Regions from separate parts of the Mus musculus genome. Here regions 1, 3, 4, 5, 6 and 7 are each linked to region 2. A link is a contact called in public ChIA-PET, HiChIP or PLAC-seq and promoter capture Hi-C data. All regions are on one chromosome and are shown on one strand. Each heading gives the region's core, a stretch centred on a gene start, on an enhancer-like site or on the middle of the called end of the contact. The rest is flanking DNA. Distances are from core to core; before and after follow the strand shown.

Region 1 (2,957 bases), core at 415-2,914, 320 kb after region 2:
CTTGAGATGAACTGGAGTTGGGTTTCTGTTTCTTGTCACTTTAAGAACATTCATCAGCAGAAGGTTGTGTCCAGCATCTCCTGACCTACCCAGGTAAGGGCTCTCCGTGGTGCTCATGCTCAGGCACCAGCATTGCACAACAGTTACTACTAGCAGTGACAATAGCGTACTGCCACCAAAGGCTCAAATTTAGGCCAGAGGCTTCCTCAGGAGGGGCATGCTCTTGTGCTCACCTGGTTTTTCTTACCGCTGACGTAATGCCTGGCTCAAATAGGTCTCAGTGAAGTTGGTCTGGTGAGGGAGGGAAGTGTTGTGGGGCTAGTGGTGGTGTGACCTGACCCAAGTTATCTCCAAGGAATGCCCACTGGGCTCTTCTTAGTTATAGCTCAGTTCTAGGGAGCTCTTGGACTTGCTTGTTACCTGTTCCAAGACTATTTTGCTCACCATTTGGGAAGTGAAGCTTTCTGGAAATCCCTTCTACTTTAGCTTTAGCTAGTGAGAGCATTCATGGATGACAGAAGCCCACTTAGAGGCCTCTGAAGAAGGGCAGTGGAGTGGCTAGGGAACTCCTGCTGTGAAGGAGACCTGTTTCTCCACATCTCTCTATCCTTTTTCTTGCAGTTGGCTTCATTATCAGGTTTGATCTTCTCTCATGGTGACTAGAGGATCTGTAACAGACCATGGCTGTGCTGTGCCCAGCCACTTCACCTCGTCTCCCCAGCAGCAGGCATCTCTTGCTCTCAGGCCCAGATCAACGCTCCCTGTATCCAGGAGGTGGCATCCTTTCCTTTCTGAACTGCAGGAGTGAGTGTGGGGCTGGAGAGGACTTCCCTAGATGGGCAGCAGTGACTGTAGACTTCCCATGGTGATTCCTCCCCATCCCATTTAGGTGCTTTAGATGTTCCAAATTAATGTATTAGTGGCGTTGGGCCGACAGCCCTCAGTGGAATCTGACAGGAGTGAGTACACTATGCTACCTCCTCTGGCTGCTTTCTGTGGTTTATGTCTCACAAACTGTGACCTCTAGTGACCTTGTTAGTCATCTATTTTGCCGTCTTTGGACTTCATGCTAGCAGATTTGCTGTTCCTTTTTTGTAAACATTCTTGGTGACACTCCTAATGTCCATAACTAATATAACATACATATAACACAAGTGATTTAGGAAGCTAGCTTATAGTTTATGTGAAAGAGAAATGAACAAGAAGCCATTCATAATAGAAGCAGACTCTGTTCTACATTGGTTAGGATAGTTCTGGGACAGAGTGAACCACAGATGCCAGCTCTCTGCTGGCAGGGCCAGCCTAGTCTCTCCAGGGCTGAGTGGGATGGTGACTGTTGCAGCCCAAAACAAACACACCCAGGCCGGGAGTCTGTCAGAGCAGGAACTTGTTTTATTGTAGCAGTCTTTCCTTTATATAGGGTTGAAGAAAGAGGTGGGGATTTTTGGTGAGGTGAGATGATGTAGAGGGCGGGGAAGGATGCCGTAGGGTATAGGGTGACTGACAGAGCCAATAAAGTTATTCTACATCAGTGGTAGCTAGGCAAAGGCAGGCTTAAGCAGAAAGTGCTGAGTCACTCCAGTACGGAAGTGAGCAAGACAGGTCTCTAAACTAGAGCAAAGACTCAGACTTCCTCACTAGGCCTCAGTATCTGGCGAATAAGGCCCAACCCACAGCTTATAAAGCACTTCCTGGTCCACAGCTTGCACATAGAGAGGGAGGACCAGAGTGGCTGTTTATAGCAAATACGGAATGAAAATGCAGAGTGCAGCAGACCCCAGAGGAGAAGGGCTGTCAGCATCTGTGAGAGGCGGCTCCAGGTTCAGATTCTACACCAGTCTCCTACAGATGGCCCTAGGAGGCCGAGCCAGCACTGTGTACTGCCCCAGCCTCTCAGAAGGAATGGTGTCTTCAGCCTACTCTACATTTTGGCCTGACTATGCCGCCAGGCATGCCTACTTATCCCACACCTGAAGGGGGCAGCATTGCCACCAAGAGAATCCCTGCCTCAGCCTTTTCCCTTGTCCTTTTTCTCAGGACCATTGGCAGAAACACTGCAGAATGTATGTTTAGTCATCCTCTTGACCTGATTCCCCACGTGATCTTCTGAGCACCTACTGTGTCCAGTCACCCTTCCCTCTGCCTCCCTCATTCAGGCTACTGGACGAGTCACTTGTCTGGTGTGATGAGCTGAGAGTCCCACCTTTGCTCCATGCTCAGCAGCAGCCCCAGGTCCCTAACTTGCAGCTGAGAGCAGGGGAATCCATGTATAAGTCGGGACTTGTGTGTTAGGCCCAAGCATCAGGATAGGCAAAGATCTGTCTCAGTGGAAACTGCTCACCTGTAGTCTGGTGCTGCCGGAGTTCTTCCAGGCTCTGTAGTTTACCTTGTTCATTTGTTAACTCTTCAAAGAGCAGCTGTTTTGTGGTAAGCTTTATCAGTTAGAAATGAACAGAGCATGGCTGCGTGAGCCTATGTGTTTAAATTGAAGAGGGGTGGGTGGGGTGGGATGGGGTGTATAGACACAGATGTTAAACATTTGGCTGAGTGATTCTGTGCGCCAGCCATGCTCAGGTGTAAGTGTGGCATGATGTGGGGCAGGGGTGGGATTAGTTTTGCGTCAGTTTACTTTAGTCTTTGGGTTTGTTTGGTTTTTGTTTTTGTTTTGGCAGAAGCTTGGTAGATAGCCCAGGTTGTTCTTGATGTTCTTGAACTTAGTGTATAACCTAGGCTGGCCTTGAACTCAGAGTCCCATTGCCTCAGCCTTGAAAATATTAGGATTACAAGAGTGTGCTACCATTGTCAGCTCTGTCTGAGGCTGGGGTAGAGGGAGGTGCCTCAGGCACCATTTAAGGAAATACTTATTTACATAGGAGCCTCTGTTCCCAGTGGATGTGGGATGGCAGATGGCCACTTAGTGCCTAATGCTTCTCCTTTGGAAAGCCAGGGTGAAACAG
Region 2 (3,054 bases), core at 308-2,807:
AGTCACGTGTCTCAGATCAAACACTGAGCACTGTTTTCACAGCTGGGCAAACTGAAGTAAATCAATTCCTTGACGTGGGAAAAGGACTGTTAATATGAATCCAAATGACAGGTTGCAACATTCCACCTTGTAAAATACTTTCTGTATTTTCCTTATAAAGACAGTACCAGTCTAGTTGCTCAAGATTCAAACTCCAGGCCAGGTGTGGTGACAAACACTTTTAGTTGGCTTTAAACACTTTAGCATAGCACCTAACACATTGCAAACACTAAAAAAACGAGTCTCTTCCCCCTAAAACTCCTAATTTTTGGCCCATCTTGACCTCAGGGATCTCATATTGTGTTCATTACACTCAATCTGTGCCCACATAAATCTCCCTCTGGACAGAAGTGCCAAGAGGATATGTCAAGTGATAACAGATTTTATAAACTGCAATGTCAAATGATATACTGATGATCTGAGGCAAGGAGTATAATTGAAATATAAACTTTGTATCTATCTACACAATTTTCTGAAAAGATGCACATTAGCTTCCATTCTTCCTAAACTCCAGCCTACTCAGGCCTTTTCCAAGTTTCACAAAAAGACCAAGCTTGCTCAGACTCCAGATCTTTGCACTTAACTGTTTTGTAATAGCTCTTACCCCAGCTCTTCCACCTCTGCCCCTTCCTTTCCTTGTGTAAGTGGCTAATGCCATTTTCCTATGAAGGCCCTTTCTGCCCTACCCAACCTCATCCTTCTATTCCCTGCATAGCACTTATTAAGGTCTCTGAAGTGTTTGTTTATTGTATATCATCACTTCAATGAGAACTCCAGGGAACGGGGATTTTTGTCTTCAGCATTAACGGGTGCTCAGTACAAACGTGCACTGTCAGTATATCAAAGGCTTGCCTGGATTCCCAAAAGCGACTAAGACCCCTAAATGGCTTGTGAATCATCACACTGCAAGCATTAAGGAAAATGGAATGAATTAAAACTGAGCATTATAGCCTGAGCAAGAATTGACATGTGCACCCCGAGAGACCCCAACAGGTGAGAAGCAGCTCAGAAACAGGGCCAAACGCCCTCGGTACATAATTGATATAGAGCAGCACCCTGGAAACGCCTCCACGCCGAACTAGGAGAGTGGGGGACCGCGGCCGCCGGGAAGGTCAAGCCTGTGGTCGCAGGCAAGGTCAGGCTCGACTTCCCCGAGGAAGACAAACAACCCTCGACCCCGGAGGCCCCGAGCTGGCCCCGCGCAGCCGGGGTGGCATAGCTCTGGCCGCGGAGCCTGAGTCCCGGCAGCCTCACCTGCAAGTGAACTTGAGGGCGAAGAGCAGGGCGCAGCCGAGAGCCACGGCCCCGCACAGCAGCTCTGGCCGCTGGCGCGCCATAAGCGAGGCGCCGCGCAAGCCGCGGCGGATCCGGCCCTCCAAGGACGCCGCCGCCCCGGCAGGGCTGAGGGAGCCTGAGCCCTTGGGGCCGCCACCCTCGTCCTCGGCGTCCTCGCTGTTGTTCCCGCCGCCGCCGCCGCGGCCTCCGCATTCCGACATTACATGCTCCCCGTGGCCGGCTTTATACCGTCGCTGCCGCCACCTCGGGCCCGGGGACCCGGCCCCGCACGTCACTCCCGGACCTCGCAGCCAGCGGCGCTCACTAACCCGGACTCTCCACGTCAGCCACACTTCAGAGATGCCCCGCCCTCCGACTCGGAGCCTGCGCGAATGCCGGCTTCCCGCGAAGCCACGCCCTTTGGGGGCCACGCCCTCGAGCCCATGGAGTCTGCGCGGGTGCTCGCAGCACTCGCGGCCGCGTCAGCCTTCCACCGGTCCCGCCTCTCTTGTAGCGACTCTGCGCAGGCTTGCAGTCACTCAAGCTAGACCTTGTCCTTCATTCACTGCGCTGACGCTACATCCTCGCGTCCGGAAGCTAGTTGGTGGTGTCTCCTTAGCGAGTCCTTCCGTTGGTCGGCCCTTCCGGGTACTGTTAGGGCTCAGATTGTCGCTAGTGCGTCAACACTGTTGACAGACCCTTCAGGACATGGGTGCAGTTTGTTATCTCTGCTTTTCAGAAAGTGGGGCGGGGAGGCCTCGTGCAGAGGCGAGAAGGACTGGAGGACACAGTAATAAAACGGAGACCGGGCTGCTCTGTAATGGGGTAGTAATAACGCTGCATGCCTTCTGCTTCAGTTTCTGCTTGCAGGATTCTACCTTGACTTCCTTCAATGATGGTAAAGTGTAACCAAAACAAACCCTTCCCTCCCCAAGTAGCTTTTGTTCATGTGTTTATTACAACAGTAGAAACCTTGAGACAAGTACTGATAAGTGGTAATTACATTCAACAAAAGAACCCAGCTCTAAGTAAAAGGATGGATGTATATTGTGTAATCCCATTTCTATGACCCATGCTTGATGGGCAAATCCACAGAAACATAGCAGACGTGATTAAAGTTTGGAAAGTATTGGAGTCAGGACATTGTCTGCCTCACGCCTCCAAGCAATAAGAATGCAAGGCCAGCCTAAGATACAGGGTGAATTATCTTCATTTTTCCTCCCAAAATTAGGTTTATATGAGTTGTGTATAATTTTTTAAACCAGGCTTAGTGGCACACAACTGTGGTCCCAACCACTCGAGAAAACCAGAGGACCACTTGTACCAGGACTGCATAGAGTTTTCAAGGCCAGACTATGAAATTTAGCAAGGCCCTATTTCAAAATAAAGTTTTGGTTGGGGCTGGAGACAAGGCTCAGTAGTAAGAATACTGCTGTTGCAGAAAACCCAAGTTTGGTTCTAAATTACAGGTAGTGAACTACCTCATACTTCAGGTAATCTGATGTCCTCCAAGGTACACACACATATAATTAAAAATAAAATCTTTTTGTAAAGTTGGTAGGGAGGGCAAAATAATCTAGATCAAATGTTTCCTATGTGGGGCTGGAGAGATTGCTCAGTGATTAAAAGAGCACTGGTTGTTCTAGAAGACCAGTGTTCAATTCCCAGCATCCACACGAGGCTCATAAAAGTTTATAGCTCTAGTGCTAGGGGATCGGACCTCCATGGGCACTGGTTATA
Region 3 (2,821 bases), core at 189-2,688, 310 kb after region 2:
GAACAGCTATAGCTACCAGACAATAGATGTGTGCATATGTGAGAGACCTTAGAAGAACAAGGTCTAGCTGATAATGGGAGGATGCAGACCCTTTCCAGTTCAGAAGACAAAGGCAGAGATCCACTAGGACTTGAAGGAGCCTGGCACACACATGTGTGCTTTCCCCGGCTCCTGTAGCTGCATGTATGGTTGCCCTGTCTCCTGTAGCTGCATGTATGTATGGTTGCCCTGTCTCCTGTAGCTGCATGACCTCTTTAAGTCAGCCTGGACCTATTGCTCCTGTCCCCTAAGGTAGCTGTCATGGCTCCTTTGTCTATCAGGAGGCCTTGCCACTGCTCAAGACAGTCATACAGATGGTCTGCAGTTTCGATTGTCTGTGGCCTTCTGTGAGACTGCGGGGCTCTGACACATGTGTGACACTTTACCATTTCTCTGGGCTCCCAATGACTCCTCTGTTTGATGGGCTTTATGTACTAATGTTTGCATTTGACCTACTTAGGTCTCTGTACCTGGTGCCTAAAGAAGCATAGCAAGAATCCAGCAGTTTCATTTCTCCTTTCAGGATGGCAATGCCAACTTGGCCTTTGGGCAAATGAGCTTTTAGTTCGAGGACCTTGCTGACTGGCTTTAGAACTAGGTCCCTTGGCTGGATGCATCTGTTTCCACCTAGCTTTATCTCTGCAGTCTTAGACAACAGCCCATTCATTTTGTGAAAATTCTAGATGATTGGCTCAATTGGAGTCAGTTGTCACCAGTGTCTTCCTGGTGTGTATGGGCTGGAGGCCTGTGGCAGCAGAGTCTGGAACTGGATTGGAAATAAGCTGGGGCAGGTCTGTGATCTTTAGAGCTGCCACAGACCTGAGAGAGCAAAGGTGAACCGGTGGAGGATACTTTGAGAGGAAGCTTGAAGGGCAGCTCTGAGTTGGGGCTCAGATAGGCCGTTTAGGAATATGCGCTAAGACACAGAGGCAGGCGAGAAGGAGAGCAGTTGATAGAGTCAGAAGAAGGAAAAGATCAGCTAATCTAGAGCTATCCCTCTCCCTCCCTAGTGTGGGCTTTAAAGAAGAGGGTCACCACAACTGGCCCACCTCTTTTTCTCTTACCAAAGCTCCTGTCTAGTCCCTTGTCTGGATGTAGCCAGAGTCAGGGCCACATGCATAGCTACAGAGAGCTCCCTTTATCTCTTATTTAAGGCAGAGGCAGAGTTGAGGTGGACAGGGTGGAGAGTGGGGGCAACACATGCTGTCATGTTGTGAAAGCAACTGTAGACAGTATGTAACTGGGTGAATGGGGGTGGAGGGGCAGGGCCCCCATGGAATGGCCATAGACCACTGCCCTGCCCGGTCCTTAGTGTCTTAGCCAAGACTCTCCCACTGAGCAAGCTGAGAGGCCGGGGCCCGAGGCTCGGGTGTCCAGAGTGGCACCTACATTCCCTGCCTGGGCTTGACAAGCTTGTTCTGCTCTCCTACGTGCCTTCCAGACCAGGAGAGGAACGGAAGGAGTGTTTGCTCAGGTATTTATAGTTTTGATTGCTTCATTTCCCATATTTAAGTACTGTTCTGCCTGGGACTTATTTCAGTTCATAGCAGAAGTGGAGCTTGAAGTCTTGTTTTTTGCTTCCAAAATGGTTCCTTGCCTTGGCAGCATTTGTAGACAAAGCCATCCTTTGTGCAGTGATTGGAAATGCTTTTTATCCCAGATCAATTTCTGACGGTTGACACTGACATTTTCCTGTGTCTGGCTGCATTTGCTGCTCACTCTTCTGCAGCCAAGCAGAGAACTGCTTTTGAGAGGTGGCCATGGCCATTCAGCTTCGAGAGGCCCTACCTGGCATGGCCAAGCTCACAGAACCTGGTGGTCAGGACCCTGCTTTGTGTTTTTCTGGAGATTTTGCCTCAGGAAAGAGGCAGGAATCCTGGTGTTAGGGACTAACAAGTAAAGAGCTGTGCCATGTTGGAGAGGAGAGTGCTCGGGAGGGAAAGCCTCTGCTCACCAGAAGCTCTTGGGATTAGGGGCTGGGAAAGTCCCATGGAAGCCACACTCCCTCACTGCTGCCTGGAAGGCATGAGGGCAGCAGAGCAGCAGGGTGAGGTTCACATTAGAGCTATGAGCCATGCTCTTCCCGCCATCACCACTGCTCCCCAGTGGAAGCTCATGGAAGGCAGGAGGGGTGCTGGGCTGGCAGCCCTTCGCTCTGAAATGGACTCCCCCCCACCCCCACCCCTGAGACAGGGTTTCTCTGTGTAGCCCTGGCTATCCTGGAACTCACTCTAGACCAGGGTGGCCTTGGAGTCAGAAATCCGCCTGCCTCTGCCTCCTAAGTGCTGGGATTAAAGGCGTGCGCCACCACTGCCTGGCTCTGGGATGGATTTATTTTTTAAAAGGTTGCCATAACTATCATGTCATGTCTGTACTTGTGACTCTTGTCTATCACTTTGATGTTTGTGCAAATGCAGGCTCCCTTCAGGAGGCTGGTAACAGCGTGTGGAGCAGGTGTGGTCATGCTGGGATGACGGAGCTGGTTTGCATTGGCTTCAGCTGCCCTGCAGCAGCTCCATGGTGCCTGCTGCACAGCAGGATTGGGGGTCTGCACAGCCAGCTTCGGCCAGACTCCCCTGTGGTTACTGGAGGTGGCTGCCACTGGTTGATATTCTGTGTGGTTCGGGATCCAGTTCTTTAAAACCCACCCATAGAACGTAACATTCAGCTGCAAATTGGAATGTCAGCATCCAGACTCCTCCTTTCTGGCTCCAGGTGCCAGGATTCAGATGCTTGCTAAGTCTTCTCGTGGTACATCAGTGCTGGCCTGGTTGACCCACAT
Region 4 (3,249 bases), core at 533-3,032, 470 kb before region 2:
GTGGGTTAGACTAGGAGATTCAAGGCTCTGAAAGGTTGCATGCACAGCTCAAAGGTATACTAGTTGCTGCTAGTCTGCCCTCTACAGCTAAGGCAGGGAGAAGTTGGCAGAGAGCTAAAGATTACCTCCCTCCTCAATAACCCTGCCATCCTTATGACAAGACTCTGCTCTAGGTGCATCAGATACCCCTTGGCCAGAAATGAAAGCCAGAGGGTTCTGCTTCAGTATACAGGCTGATGTTCTGGGTCCAGACTCTAGGACCCACTTATAGCTGAAGGCAGGAAACGCAAAACACCTCTGCACCCAGAGAGTGCTACCTGGAGAGGGTCACAGCTTCTCCACTGCACCTGACATCCTGGAAGGGGAAGACAGGCAGTTCAGTATAATTGAATTTTTGTGTTCTGTTAGGTGTAGCCTCAGGCCTGAGAGTACCCATAGCCCCGAGCCATGGGCTCCTCCACAGTGCACTTTGCTGCTAGTCTGTCCTCTACACCCTCTTCTCAAAGAGTAGAAATGATCCCGATCAATACCCACTGACAGTGGCTGGACAGCTGGCTCACTCCACCTCAGCCCTGTATTTACACTAGGATAGAAGCCCATCCTGGTGCTGGGAATTGGAACGCTCTTCCACGCCTTCTCTTTGCTGTATACATGTTTGCCTAGCAAATAATAGCTGAACATACTTCCTTTGTAAAAGACTAAAACCACGCATAGTCTGCTAAAAGGTGAATGTCATCTTCCTCTCCTGCCCAGTGCCTCACCCAGGCTAGCCTGGGGCATGCGGCTCTTGATTCCCCGCCCTTGTATCTGCACACACTCACACCTGTCTTCCCACAGAGCCTGGCCTGCTTGTATCACGGTTGTCACCCCAGCCCTGACATGGGCCTTGCTCTTATTTGCTACTCAGTAAATATTGACCTACTGAATGGCTGCCATTTTTACACAACTAGGACTGTATTCATCGTGTTCTGCAATTTAGTTTTGGCACTTTGAAGTGGGGCTTTCCTGTGTCAGGAACATGGGTGGAGCTTATTGTACTTGACTGCATTCAGTGGAAGTGCCCAGTGTATGATGTCCATTGTGCAAGTACCATGAGCACGGGCATTGTACTGCATCTGGTTACTCAGTGTCTCAGAGGACCTGGAGCGTGAGTGTGAGCCCTGTCGGCAGCTGTATTCCAGCCTGGTGCTTTACTGGAAGGGACTTACCACTGTGCAATTGCTGGGCTGAGTTAGAGCTAGTAGGGACCTTAATGATAGCTCATATCTTGAAAAACTGGCCATCTTTGCCACCTGTGTGACAGAAAAACAGCTTCCATCCAAGAGTCCTCAACTTGAAGCCCTTGTCAAGGGTCAGGAGGTGGCCCAGAGAAGGCTCCTAGCTCAGAGAATGGAGTTGGTTAGAAGGCCAAGACGACTGTCAGGGAGCAGGATTCAGCCTGCCAGGCCCCCCCTCCAAGCCAGTCGGCCCATCAGAGAGGTGCCAGGGAAGACTTCCTGCAGCTGGAATTTCTGCATCCATCACTCCTGTGTCCAGGCCACACAGCTGCAGTCACTCAGATTCCGGCCATCCTTCACACTCAGAATTGCTGTTTAGACATTCCCAGCCCTCCACTCTGTCGGTGTTTATTTTAAAATCATCCAGAAACATGCTTGCAATGTTAGTTAGCTCTGTCAAACTCTCCATTGCATCAGGCAGTAGTACGTCATGTGCATGGGCCCAGGTCCTCAGAAGACTCACTTGAGGAGGACCTGCCTCAGAGGAATGCGCTTCAGAAGCCCTTTGAAAGTCATGGCTGAGGGAAAGCAGTTTGCTGTGTTTGTGGGTTCTCTGAATCAGCTCAGGGGCCACTCAGAGAAGGGATGACAGGCAAGCAAACCACAGTCTTCTGTGACAAATGTCCTCAGGCAGCAAAATGTGATGTTGACAGGCACGGGTACTGCTGCGGAGCCCAGGCTCCACCATGGACCATTCATTGCTACACGTCTTCCAGTAATCCCTCTCCCCAGCCCCCAGAGCAACTGCAGCCCTGGTGCAGTGCGCTTTTAAAGCACCCCACCTCCTCTCTCTGTAAAGCCCTGAGGCAAGCAGTTTTCCCCTCTGTTTATATCTACCACACACACACTGTGAGCTGCTTCTATTAAAAGCAGTCAGAGATTGATAACGGGTGTTAAGAAGGATGTCACTTATTTCACAGGGTGAAAGGGAAGTTGCTGTGGCTTTCAGTAAAAGCTCACAGACCTAGGCCGTGGCAGCATGCTAACCACTGGGGGGCAGTGGAGCTGTGTGCCCCCAGCAGCTTCCTTCCCTGGCACTCCTTGAGTCTTAGGACTCCTCACCTTAGAGGACAGGGAAGGGCACCAAGAAGGAGGCAGATGGAAAGGTAGGGATGAGGGTTCTCTCTATAATGTGACCACCAGCTCAGGGATATGAGGACACATCCTCAGCCTGACCTTGGGGTCCCTTCATTGGAAAATGGGAAAGCTTCATGCACTATACGCCTGAGGCACAGCAGGCCTCTGAGAGGTGTTGCCAGCTGAGACTGGATGGAGGTCTGAGTTCTCCTTCTGAATCACCCCACTTTTCTTCACAGGCCAGGGGTGCTCACTAACTGAGCTGAGCAGAGGTCTCCGATACCATAGGGCTGGTGGGGTGACTTCATCACCCCCCAGCTACCATAGGTTTATTTCGGCATGGGCTTCCCTACCAGCTGGCACTCCCTCTCTGTTTGGGCCTAACGGTCAGGAGCCCTCCATATCCAGGAACTATCAGCTCTTCGAAAAGCATATTCATCTCATCCCCTGGCGAGCAAGGTTCCCAAGGTTTTCCTAAAAGTCATTTTGGAAATGCAGATTTGAGCACAGTTGACTTCAGTTCCTGGCACTTCAACCCTTCCTTCACACCTCTCTGGTTCTTGGCATCATGGTGAGAGCAGAAGTATGGAGCTGGAGTCCGTTAGAGTCTGAGTACCAAGGCTTTGTGTGACCCTGGGTGTCTCTCTGAAACTGTGAGCCTCAGTTGCTACATGTACAAAACAAAATGCTTGTAGAAACTAAACGGTCCATAATATAACCCTGGGTGCATGGCAGCTGTTATGCTAACTGCTGCATCATGGAGTCCTTAGCAGGGGAAGAGTCAGGATATCGGAAGTTCCCCACCTTGCCCTGTCCGGCACAGAGGTCCCTATGAACCATCTTCAATTGGGCCTTCCCTTCGGTCCCATCCTTGAGTTCCCTGCTGAGCATCAGT
Region 5 (2,889 bases), core at 154-2,653, 500 kb before region 2:
ATCTAGTGCGGAGTCCCCTCCCAGAGTGCTCCTCCATGGTGCCCCTTTCAGCTTGGAAATGTTAACTCTACAGGTTGTTTATGATTTGAAAAAGTTGGGGCTCCCAAGCCCCTGAAGTGTTTGCCTTTATTGCTTCCTAACTGTGTGCCCTTGGGCGGGTTACTTTTAATCTGAGTCTGGCTGTTTGTCATCTCTGCAGTGGAGACCTCTGAGTTGAAATACCCAGCAGCTGGCCTCACACAGGACCCATAAGCCAAAAGTGTGTCCTCTCCCTCATCCCACCCCACAGGAAGTGTGTCCCCTCCCCTCATCCCACCCCACAGGAAGTGTGTTCCCTCATCCCACCCTACAGGAAGCTTCCTGGGGTTTGCTTCTTTTACTCCAGTGTTTATGCGTTCTGCTGGACAATGCTTGCCATTCTCCAGAAACACTAAGGCAACACACCTGCAACTACAGTCAGTCCTCAGCTGCCCCTAGAACACTGGCTTCTGAGCTAGCGTGAGTGAGTGCCACTCAAGCTGCTCACACATTCTTTAGTGACTCAGGTTTATTACCAAAGGGATGACAGACCCTGAGACTCACTGTTATCCCCACCCCCATGGAGAGAATGGGAGGAATCCCATGGAGGAGGTCCTGGCACTGTAGGAGCAATGGAACCAATCTGTATTGTAAGAAGGCCCTGCTGTGAAACCAGTGCCAAGAACAGCCTGGAGTGGGAACATGGCTCTGCCACCCTGCTCTGGGATACAGGGATTTTGAAAAAGGGACTCAGGCCTCTGGAAAACAGTGTTAAACATGTCCCACAAAGGAAGGCAGCCAGTCAGCACTAGGCGGTCATGGGGCCCTCTGACTTAAATGAAGGGAAAAGTACACACACACAACTTGGAGAATGAAAAGAGCCTGCCACTCATCTGGCACACGAGAAATATAGGCCCCGTCTAACCCAGAGCTGGCTCATTTGTGGCCCAAGTACAGGAGGGCCTTTGCTGAGGCTTCCTGTGCTGTCTCTCCTAGATAAAGCCCATGAATGTGGAGTATCTCATGATGGATGCTTCCATCCTCCTGCCCCCAACGGGCACTCCACTGACTGGCATTGACTTTGTGAAGCGGCTGCCATGTGGTGATGTGGAGAAGACGAGGCGGGTGAGTAAGTGCTTTCTGGCCTCTCCTAGGCCATAGGGAAAGGGTCTTTAGATCAGTTGAAGCCTACCACCAATAGGTGTCTAGTCACCTGGAAAGAATAGCCTCACGCATGCACCTACTACCATACATGGCTTTCTTTCCAAAGCCTGGTGCCCTTGGAAATTGGAGATTGAGATTCTGTGGCAACTGGCACCTCTGTGGGCTGCTGTCAGACTACCTGCGCCAGGGCAGAGTGCAGCCAAAACCCTGGATGGAGGCCAAGCCAATCTTCTTTGAAGCAAGGGAACCCAGAGCCTAGAACAGCCAGTGTGGGAGGTGGATGTGAGCCCTAGGCACACTGGCAAGCTGTCCGATAGTGAGAGGATGGTGCTGGCTGCGCAGGAGAGCGTGCGTACAGAGCCCTGTTCTTAGAACAGCAGAGGTGATCCCCTTATCAGCACTTTGTTCTGAGGCGGCCGCTCTAGGAAGCAGCCTCGCTCAGGCTCTTCACAGTATTTTATCTCCTGCGTAAGATCTCGGTTTCTTTCTTAGAAAGCAGCACTGCCTTTTCCTGGAAAATCATTCCCTGGAGACATGACTGGGAGTGGATAATTTAGAGGCACTCATGATCGCTCCCAGGCTCACTACATCGTCCTTGGTCTGCTTGTGGCTTGGGGGTCTCACTTTAGGATTTCAGAAAGCAAGTGACATAAAGTTGTGTGTGCCTCAGACAAGAACCTCTGTGACCTCCTCCGCCCTGCTGGCACTTTTAACCATGTGCTCAGGGGCTACAGAGGAAGTGGAGACTTTGTATCTTCAAGCAACACACATTCCCAGCCCCCTGAGCAAACCACAGACTCCTGCAAGTTGTCCTCTGACCTCCATGTGTGCACACAACACAAATACTTTTTTTAAGTGTAAGATCAAAATACCAAAAGTGCCCCTGACTCCTGCCAGCCCATAAGGGACATCCATGTTGAAATCAAAGTCATCACAGTTTGGGGTTCCAAGCAGAACTTGAATTTGAGTTATCCCCACTCAGGTAGGGGCAGTTGGAAGGAGTGGCTGAGAAAGAACATGAGTTCCTTAGTCAGGCCTACAGAGGTTATAGCTGTGTGATCTTGGAAGCATTGTTTAAGTCCCTGAGCCTAAAGTTCCTCCTGTGCCCCCTCAGCTTTTGCCCACAGTAGCTGGCAGGATGGCTGTGAAGTTTCTGGCCGACAGTAAACACTGAAAGTGTGTTGGTGGGAAAGGAGTGCAATGCACCAGTGTCTTAAGATGAGCGAGAGGTTCCACTCAAGGACTCGCTAAGCTTAGTGCAGAGGAGAGCCAGCAGGGGGCGCGGGCAAATGGTAAAGTCTGAACTGAAGTATCAGCTATCTGGGAAGCCACTGCCCAAGGGTCCCTGTGCTAGGGTGTTGTGTTTGGTACTAGGGATGAGGCCAGAGCATGCACATGCCAGCACATGCTCACCCTCCTCTCAGTTTTGATTGAGACAGTGTCTTACTAAGTAGCCCAGATTGGCTTCTACCTCAGCCTCCCAGATATCTGGAATTACAGATTTGTGTCCCCACATTCTGATCCCATGTTCCCTGTGGGCACAGCAGGTTTTTATGTTTGTCACTATTGACCTTGAGGAAATGGGGTGGCTGTGTGTTACACATTAAAGAAAACTCAGTCAGAGCTCAGCATTTTTAAAGGAAGGACATTTTTCTTCCATATTTCAACACTTAGAGACATTTGCTTCTCCTCCCATCTTTGTCTACA
Region 6 (2,871 bases), core at 244-2,743, 350 kb before region 2:
GGGGAGCACCCCCACCCCTGAGAGGTGGGATGAGGTCTCCAGCCAGAAGTGGGAGGCATCTCACCCTCCACAACCACTCCCTCCGACCCAGGCGGGGAGGGCTCCCACGTGGTTCCAGAAAAATAATAATAATTAATAATAAGAAATAATAAGGCGCCCCCACTTAATGCTGCGGCACAGCGGCAGCCGGTCAGATCTGGAAGGGGAAGGAACTCAGGTAGTCACGGAGTACCGGGTTAAGAGGGATGCGCGCCAGGTTCTCGCGACCCACGGCGGCCACGATGCGCTGGCGACACAGCTCCTGCAGCGGCCGCACGCGGCGCTGGCGCAGCGGGGCCCCCAACATGCGGCGCGGCGCCGCCACGTAGTGCTCCAGCAGCTCGAAAAGGCAGTCGAAGGTCTCGCGGCTGCCGTCCAAGTGGAAGCGGCCGGCCTGGAAGTGCACGCGGATGCTCGTGGGGCCCGAAGCCATCTTCACGCTGAGCGCGAAGAAGCAGTTCCGTTGGCGACTGTCGCGCACCAAGAAGGTGCCCACGGGCTCGGCACGCAGCCGCTCGTGCGCCCCGTGCACGCTCAGGGGTCCCCAATAGAAGCCGCAGGCGTCCAGGAGCGCGCTGGTCCGCGTGATGCGCCGGTAATCGGAGTGGGAGCGGAAGGTGCGGAAGTGAGTGTCGCCAGGGGCTGGGGCTGGGACCGCCGGGCAGGGCCGGGGACGCACGGGGGCCGCTGGCGAGGACGAAGACGAGGACGAGGAGGGCTCTGACCGCCGTCGGGGCTCTGCTGCCGGGGAGATCGCATTGTCGGCTGCCACCTGGTTGCGTGCTACCATCCTACTCGAGGGGCCAGCTGGAGGGGTGGGCCATAGCGTCCGGGGCTGCGCTGATGGGGGAGACAGAGGCAGTGAGCCGGGCGTCCGGGTGGCACAGGCCGGCCAACAGACCCCAAGGAGCGAGAGCGGCACGCAGAATCCGCCCGGAGCTTGAGCCTCGGTGGGCTCATCTGCGAAGTAGGCCGTTCCTGTATGCGGAACCCTTCCAGACTGGCGGTGGAGCCCTGCCTCCCCGCGCGCGTGGAGAAGGGGGCGTGGAGAGGGGCCCGACTCCCGGCCGTCCCCGCTGGTGGCTAGTCGCCTCGCGGCTGCCGCCTACTGGCCACGCCGGGGACTGGAACCCGGGCGGAGGATCAGGGCTCAGGGCCGGAGAGGAGGGGCTGACGGCGCCCCGCTCGAGCGAGGGGCCTCCTGGGGGAGCCGGGGCGGGGGTGGGGGGGCGCCAGAGGCGTGGCATCCTCGACCCTGCCATACAGTCTGCGAGGTTAGTCCTGCCGGGCTCTGCTCCCATCACCTCCCATCCCCTCCCGCCTGCTCCCTCGCAGCTGCCTTGGCTCACCTGGCGGCAGGACGCGGGGAGCCGCGGCTGGGGGCTCCGGGGCGGCTGTCGCGCATGCTCCGGGGCTGGGAGCCGTGCCGCTGCCACGGCCGCAGTTCTCTCTGCTGCTGCCCGCCCCTGCATCAGGCTCTTAAACCAGGCAGGCCCCGCCCACAGGTCCAGCCCACCCCCGCTTTCGGTTTCTCTTTCCGGCAAGTCTTTCGGGTTCTCTCTAGACTCCTGAGGCTCTCCCTGGAGACGGTTCCTCTAACTTGGTTTCGCCTCGCACCTTCCCACATTGGGACCTCTGGGGTTCCGGCTCCAACCGGAATCTTGTGTTCCGTGCCTGGGGTGCTTAGGACTTGGTGCCCGCTCTTTTGCTCTACCTTCGCCCCAAATCGCAGCCCGCCGTGTGGGATGCTAGCGCGGGGCTGACACGCCTCCTCCCCTCCGGGTGTCTGCATTCTTCTGGTTAGGGCTCCGCCTCGCCTGGACCCTGTGCTCCCCAAGCAGCTCCTCCCTGCCAGGGTCCTTCCTGCCCAGGACCCGAAGGCCTTGGCAATCTCGACCCTTCTTGGAACCCGGCTAGCTAGTCCTAGAGACCTGTGGGGCCGCCGCCCTCCTCCAGAGCCGCGTGCGGGCCCCTCCCGTTGGCCATTCGGCCTGGCCTTGGCTTGGGCTTCCCAGGAAGCGGTGGCCTGACCGCAGAGGCTTCAAAGGAAGCCTAAGGCGGTGCGGGAGGGGCGCCCCCGCTCCCGGCCTAGTTCCTCGGAAACCGGGCGGGGTTGGGCTGGGTTCCCAGGGGCCTGGACTCACTCTCTGCACTCTTACTACGTGGGCAGCCGGAGAAACTGAGGCCCCGGGCGGGGCTGTGATTCCAAAAAAAGCTGTAATCCCCAAACTTTTGGTCAAGACTCCAGCAAGCATCTGCCTGTACAAGGGGCCCCGAGCACACCTTGGCTTAGGATCCAGGCAGTCAGACCTATCATTAGGACACTGTGTGGTTTCGTGATTCAGTTTGTCCTGAAAGGCCAGGAGTGGGTGCCTGGCTGACGATGTTTATGAATGAAGGCGGATGAGGTTCGCGTGCAGGCTTCCCTGTGCTCACAGTGACGCACACTGCCCTCTACAGGTTTCTCTGTTAGCTGTCAGGCGGCTCCTCTGAAGCTCTGAGGCCAAGTCCTGGTCTCCCCAGACAGAGCACAGAGCGCCATATTTCATCCTAAGCACAACCAAACTTATCTTGTGGTGCTTGAATTTGTGTGGCTGTGGTTGTGGTGCAGCCATGGTCAGTCTAACCCTTGGTGGGCGATAAAGGCTGGGTTTGTAGCACTGCCTCCCTCTAGCGCGTCTCAGCCTAGACTGGCCTTCAGGTCTTTCTGGTCTGGCAAGCATCACGGATGCTTGTTTGCAGTGCTGGGGACTAAACACAGGGCCTTGTACCAGCCTATTTTAGTAGTACTGGGGTTGGTGAACTCCATCCCCAAACTGTGCTTCCAGCCCA
Region 7 (3,126 bases), core at 86-2,585, 330 kb before region 2:
AGTCCCAGAACTCAGAAGGCAGAGACAGGAAGGTCTTTGTGAGTTCAAGTTCAAGGCCAGCTGGGGCTACAAGTGAGACCCTGTCCCCAAAAACAAAACAAAAACAAAAAACAACAAAAAAAAAAATCAGGCATAGTTGCTATTGCCTATAATCCCAACACTGAAGACTGAGGCAGGGCTGGGCGGTGGTGGTGCATGCCTTTAATCCCAGCACTCGGGAGGTAGAGGCAGGCGAATTTCTGAGTTTGAGGCCAGCCTGGTCTACAGAGTGAGTTCCAGGACAGCCAGGGCTACACAGAGAAACCCTGTCTTGAAAAAAAAAAACAAAAACAAAACAAACAAACAAACAAAAAAAAGACTGAGGCAGGAGAATTGTCACAAATTCAAGGGCAGCCTAGGCTATACAATGAGATCCTAACAAAGCAAAGGGCCAGGGGAATGGCTCAGTGAATAAGGTGCTTGCTTTGTAAGTATGAGGACCAGAACCTGGACCTTCAGAACCCAGGTAAACTAGGCAGGTGTGGGCACTCAGGAGGCAGTGATGGGGATATCTGGGGCAATCTGGCAAGTTAGACTAGATGGGATTGCCAAACTGAATTAAAGGAGAGACCATGCATCAAAAAAGTGGAGTGTTACTGAACAACCTCAGCCCTTCACATGTTCACACATATCATGTATCCACACACATGCATGTAGACGCATACATGCTCAGACAGATGGTCGTGCACCTGGAGAGATGGCTCGTACCACCAAGCTCGATGACTGAGTGTAATCTCCAGGACCCACGAATGGAAGAAGACTGACTCTCACAAGTTGTTCTCTGATCTTCTCACTCTCACTGCCGTTCACGGATGCTCATGCACATAAGCACACAAAAAATATTAGTGCGATAAAGTTAAGACAAAGGAAGTTCAGTGCAATTGGGAACACGAAGTTTGATCGTTTCAGGCTAGCCTTGGCAACATAATGAGACTGTTCCAAAAACAAAACAAAAACAAGCAAACCAGGAAAAGGTAACATTTTAAGAAGGCAGAGTCTTTGGCTAAATAGTGTGCTGGGGAGATTTAGAATGGCCATGAAGGAACCTTCTGGAACTCATTACCAGGGATCTTTCTGTGACTGGTGAAATAGTCAAATAGCTCATAGGTATTCTTGTGTGTGTTTCTCAAGGACAAGCCAGCCAGGTCCCTTCTGTGGCCCTGCACACCTACAGGTCCCATAAGTCACCCATCTGACAGGAAAGAGAAACTTAAGTGGCCAACTGTGGCTCATTTGCACTTGCTCTGTGGTTGGTTGCCACAGCTGGCTGCTCTAAGTGAAGAAGGCAGCAGTTCACGGTAAGCTATCAGCACGTGTGCACAGTGTTCTGCACCCTAGGACAGCTGCAGCGCCTGGGGGAAGCCAGGACAGTGGCAGAGCTGGGGGAACCACCAGGCAGTATCCACAACCCCTCCCCGCCCCCTGCCCAAAGCAACAACCTACAGTGGGGACTCGGTCTGAGCCAGGGCCTCAGTTTCTCCATCTGCAAAGGGGCAGTAAAGCCCTTGTCTTGAAGTCTAGCAGTAGAGTGCCCATGTCGTGGTACTGGTATACAGAATTTCAGAACAAGAATACAGAAATACAAATGAAACGATTGTTTCTGAATTAAAGTAGAAGAAAGCAAGCCAAGCCCTGCCCGACAGTCTCATCTGAAAAGAGAAGAAAGCTGGGGTGAATGTACTCTGCGTCTCCTATTTATTGCTATTCAGGTTGGGTTACAGGAAGGGAAACAAACACAAAACAGCCTTTGTCCTGCAGGTCACAATGTGTGTGGGTACTAGCTTGCAGTTAAAACAGTGTTTCGATGAGAGCTGAAATCTCTCTGGGACCCATTTAGAGCTGGCACTTTCCAAGCACTTGTGAGGAGACCTTTCTGGAGCACGTGTGAGCACAGGTCTCCAGGCCCAGACACGGGCATTCACTGTGAAGAGAAGCAGTGCAGGCTTGTCTTCCTCACCTCTACCTTTCAGAAAAAATGTTTAGGGTTGGTGTCACCATCTCCAGTCCAAAGAGGGGACTCCAAACCTAGTCCTTTCTGGTTCAAAAAGGTGTCTGACTGACAGCCTCAGCTCCAAGCCCTGGAGATGCTGATGTTAGCTGAACCAGTTGAGGCTGGCAGAGATACCTGCATTGGACTTTGAGAAGATGGGCTACAGTTACCAGGACCTAGAGATGTGAATGAGCCTCGTGATGAACACAAGTCTCTCCAAGGCAAGGACCGACTAAGTCCTCAGCTGCAGACCCCAAGCTGGGCCAGAGCTCACAGAGAAAGGAAAGGAAGCTATCAGGTAGAAGCAGACAGCCAAGCTTGTCTGAGCCTCCATCTCCACATCCACCAGGATCAGCAGCAGGAACTTTGCTAGCTTCATGTAAGGACCAAAAGCAACAAAGTGGGCCAGCATATATGAACAGGAGGTAGAGGACTGTGACTGTACAGGGTGCTTCCTTCCTGTCCAGGCTCTGTAGTGTCTGCTGGGTACAGGTCTTGGCCTCTCTCTGATTCATCTAATTCACACTATGGGGCTGTGGCAATAAAACTTAGTCCTAGTATGAGGACCCACGTTTAATCCCAGAACCTACATAAAAAGCCAGGAGTAGTGGTACCAGTATGGGGAAAGTAGAGAGAAGGGGGATGGGGTTTGCTGGCCTAATCTGTGAGCTCCAGGTTCAGAGAACCCTGTTTCAAAAACTAAGGTGAGGCGTGACTAGGGAAGACCTCAAATGTCTGGCCTACACACCCGTGTGTACACATACCATACAGACTAATTCACATTCCATAGATAGTTACTCCGTGCTGGGGGTGTGTCGGGAGCTCCCTGCCTCAGTCTCCTCATCAGTAGAGAGGCCATGGTATTGTTGCTTGCCTTACACAGGTGCATGGGAGAACGTAATACCTTTCCAGTTAGCAGATGGTGGCTTGCTGGTCACGGAGGCAAAGAGCAAGTACCTGTCAGGTGCGTTTCAAAACATTTTTCTCAGATGGGCCAAGCCTACTCAGTTCTCAGCTTCTCTGCCTCTGTGGCGGCATGTCCAGGATGCGCATGACTACTCTGCACCTTTTCCTCCATAACTGAAAATAACTTGTCC

The links. Promoter capture Hi-C pulls out the DNA fragments that hold promoters and counts their contacts. ChIA-PET counts read pairs in DNA pulled down with a chosen protein or histone mark. HiChIP or PLAC-seq counts read pairs in DNA pulled down with a chosen protein or histone mark.
Region 1: a promoter capture Hi-C map of the C10 cell line shows a contact between it and region 2, with 2.0 times the contacts expected there. The contact joins the enhancer-like site here to the promoter of Txndc11 in region 2. A contact is called at or near these places in 2 of 39 promoter capture datasets (the C10 cell line and cranial neural crest), 1 of 484 Hi-C or Micro-C datasets (CD4 T cells), 2 of 115 datasets of contacts at active chromatin or transcription factors (memory CD8 T cells and microglia) and 2 of 9 other capture datasets (adipose tissue and liver).
Region 3: a contact with region 2 is called in an H3K4me3 HiChIP or PLAC-seq map of bone marrow-derived macrophages, with 4 times the contacts expected there. The contact joins the enhancer-like site here to the promoter of Txndc11 in region 2. A contact is called at or near these places in 9 of 39 promoter capture datasets (the 3T3-L1 cell line, the C10 cell line, the HPC-7 cell line and 6 more), 3 of 484 Hi-C or Micro-C datasets (B cells, hematopoietic stem and progenitor cells and myeloid progenitors), 3 of 115 datasets of contacts at active chromatin or transcription factors (bone marrow-derived macrophages, memory CD8 T cells and microglia) and 3 of 9 other capture datasets (adipose tissue, liver and pancreatic islet).
Region 4: an RNA polymerase II ChIA-PET map of memory CD8 T cells shows a contact between it and region 2, with 46 read pairs. The contact joins the enhancer-like site here to the promoter of Txndc11 in region 2. A contact is called at or near these places in 2 of 39 promoter capture datasets (the C10 cell line and pre-B cells), 1 of 484 Hi-C or Micro-C datasets (bone marrow-derived macrophages) and 2 of 115 datasets of contacts at active chromatin or transcription factors (double positive thymocytes and memory CD8 T cells).
Region 5: a contact with region 2 is called in an RNA polymerase II ChIA-PET map of memory CD8 T cells, with 20 read pairs. The contact joins the enhancer-like site here to the promoter of Txndc11 in region 2. A contact is called at or near these places in 5 of 39 promoter capture datasets (the C10 cell line, cranial neural crest, liver and 1 more) and 1 of 115 datasets of contacts at active chromatin or transcription factors (memory CD8 T cells).
Region 6: a contact with region 2 is called in an RNA polymerase II ChIA-PET map of memory CD8 T cells, with 84 read pairs. The contact joins the promoter of Socs1 here to the promoter of Txndc11 in region 2. A contact is called at or near these places in 7 of 39 promoter capture datasets (the C10 cell line, cranial neural crest, embryonic stem cells and 3 more), 1 of 15 datasets of contacts at CTCF or cohesin (the NIH/3T3 cell line), 6 of 484 Hi-C or Micro-C datasets (CD4 T cells, embryonic stem cells, muscle stem cells and 2 more), 3 of 115 datasets of contacts at active chromatin or transcription factors (effector CD8 T cells, memory CD8 T cells and pancreatic cancer cells) and 3 of 9 other capture datasets (adipose tissue, liver and pancreatic islet).
Region 7: a contact with region 2 is called in an RNA polymerase II ChIA-PET map of memory CD8 T cells, with 37 read pairs. The contact joins the enhancer-like site here to the promoter of Txndc11 in region 2. A contact is called at or near these places in 4 of 39 promoter capture datasets (the C10 cell line, cranial neural crest, neutrophils and 1 more), 3 of 115 datasets of contacts at active chromatin or transcription factors (intestinal villus epithelium, memory CD8 T cells and pancreatic cancer cells) and 2 of 9 other capture datasets (adipose tissue and liver).

Annotation. Positions count from the first base shown.
Region 1 is chr16:11,454,912-11,457,868 of GRCm38.p6, forward strand. All of the region lies in intron 13 of Snx29 (sorting nexin 29), which reads left to right. Among named protein-coding and RNA genes, the nearest start is that of Gm32100, 130 kb to the right of the region's middle. Within about 2 kb of position 1,665, at least 253 of the 459 cell types and tissues checked have an H3K27ac peak or open chromatin away from gene starts, as enhancers often do. A contact at or near this core is called in adipose tissue, liver, memory CD8 T cells and 1 more, where this site is marked.
Region 2 is chr16:11,132,975-11,136,028 of GRCm38.p6, forward strand. It overlaps Txndc11 (thioredoxin domain containing 11), which reads right to left and starts at 1,558. Exons shown (of 12, transcript NM_029582.2): 1 at 1,294-1,558. The coding sequence starts at 1,535.
Region 3 is chr16:11,438,148-11,440,968 of GRCm38.p6, forward strand. All of the region lies in intron 11 of Snx29 (sorting nexin 29), which reads left to right. Among named protein-coding and RNA genes, the nearest start is that of Snx29, 120 kb to the left of the region's middle. Within about 2 kb of position 1,439, at least 17 of the 459 cell types and tissues checked have an H3K27ac peak or open chromatin away from gene starts, as enhancers often do. A contact at or near this core is called in bone marrow-derived macrophages, where this site is marked.
Region 4 is chr16:10,663,534-10,666,782 of GRCm38.p6, forward strand. All of the region lies in intron 18 of Clec16a (C-type lectin domain family 16, member A), which reads left to right. Among named protein-coding and RNA genes, the nearest start is that of Gm52264, 6.8 kb to the left of the region's middle. Within about 2 kb of position 1,783, at least 126 of the 459 cell types and tissues checked have an H3K27ac peak or open chromatin away from gene starts, as enhancers often do. A contact at or near this core is called in double positive thymocytes and memory CD8 T cells, where this site is marked.
Region 5 is chr16:10,637,773-10,640,661 of GRCm38.p6, forward strand. Clec16a (C-type lectin domain family 16, member A) reads left to right here. Exons shown (of 23, transcript NM_001204229.1): 17 at 1,015-1,143. Among named protein-coding and RNA genes, the nearest start is that of Gm52264, 19 kb to the right of the region's middle. Within about 2 kb of position 1,404, at least 82 of the 459 cell types and tissues checked have an H3K27ac peak or open chromatin away from gene starts, as enhancers often do. A contact at or near this core is called in memory CD8 T cells, where this site is marked.
Region 6 is chr16:10,784,043-10,786,913 of GRCm38.p6, forward strand. It overlaps Socs1 (suppressor of cytokine signaling 1), which reads right to left and starts at 1,494. Exons shown (of 2, transcript NM_009896.2): 1 at 1,389-1,494; 2 at 1-879. The coding sequence starts at 829. The coding sequence ends at 191.
Region 7 is chr16:10,804,991-10,808,116 of GRCm38.p6, forward strand. No RefSeq gene overlaps it. Among named protein-coding and RNA genes, the nearest start is that of Prm1, 9.7 kb to the left of the region's middle. Within about 2 kb of position 1,336, at least 42 of the 459 cell types and tissues checked have an H3K27ac peak or open chromatin away from gene starts, as enhancers often do. A contact at or near this core is called in memory CD8 T cells, where this site is marked.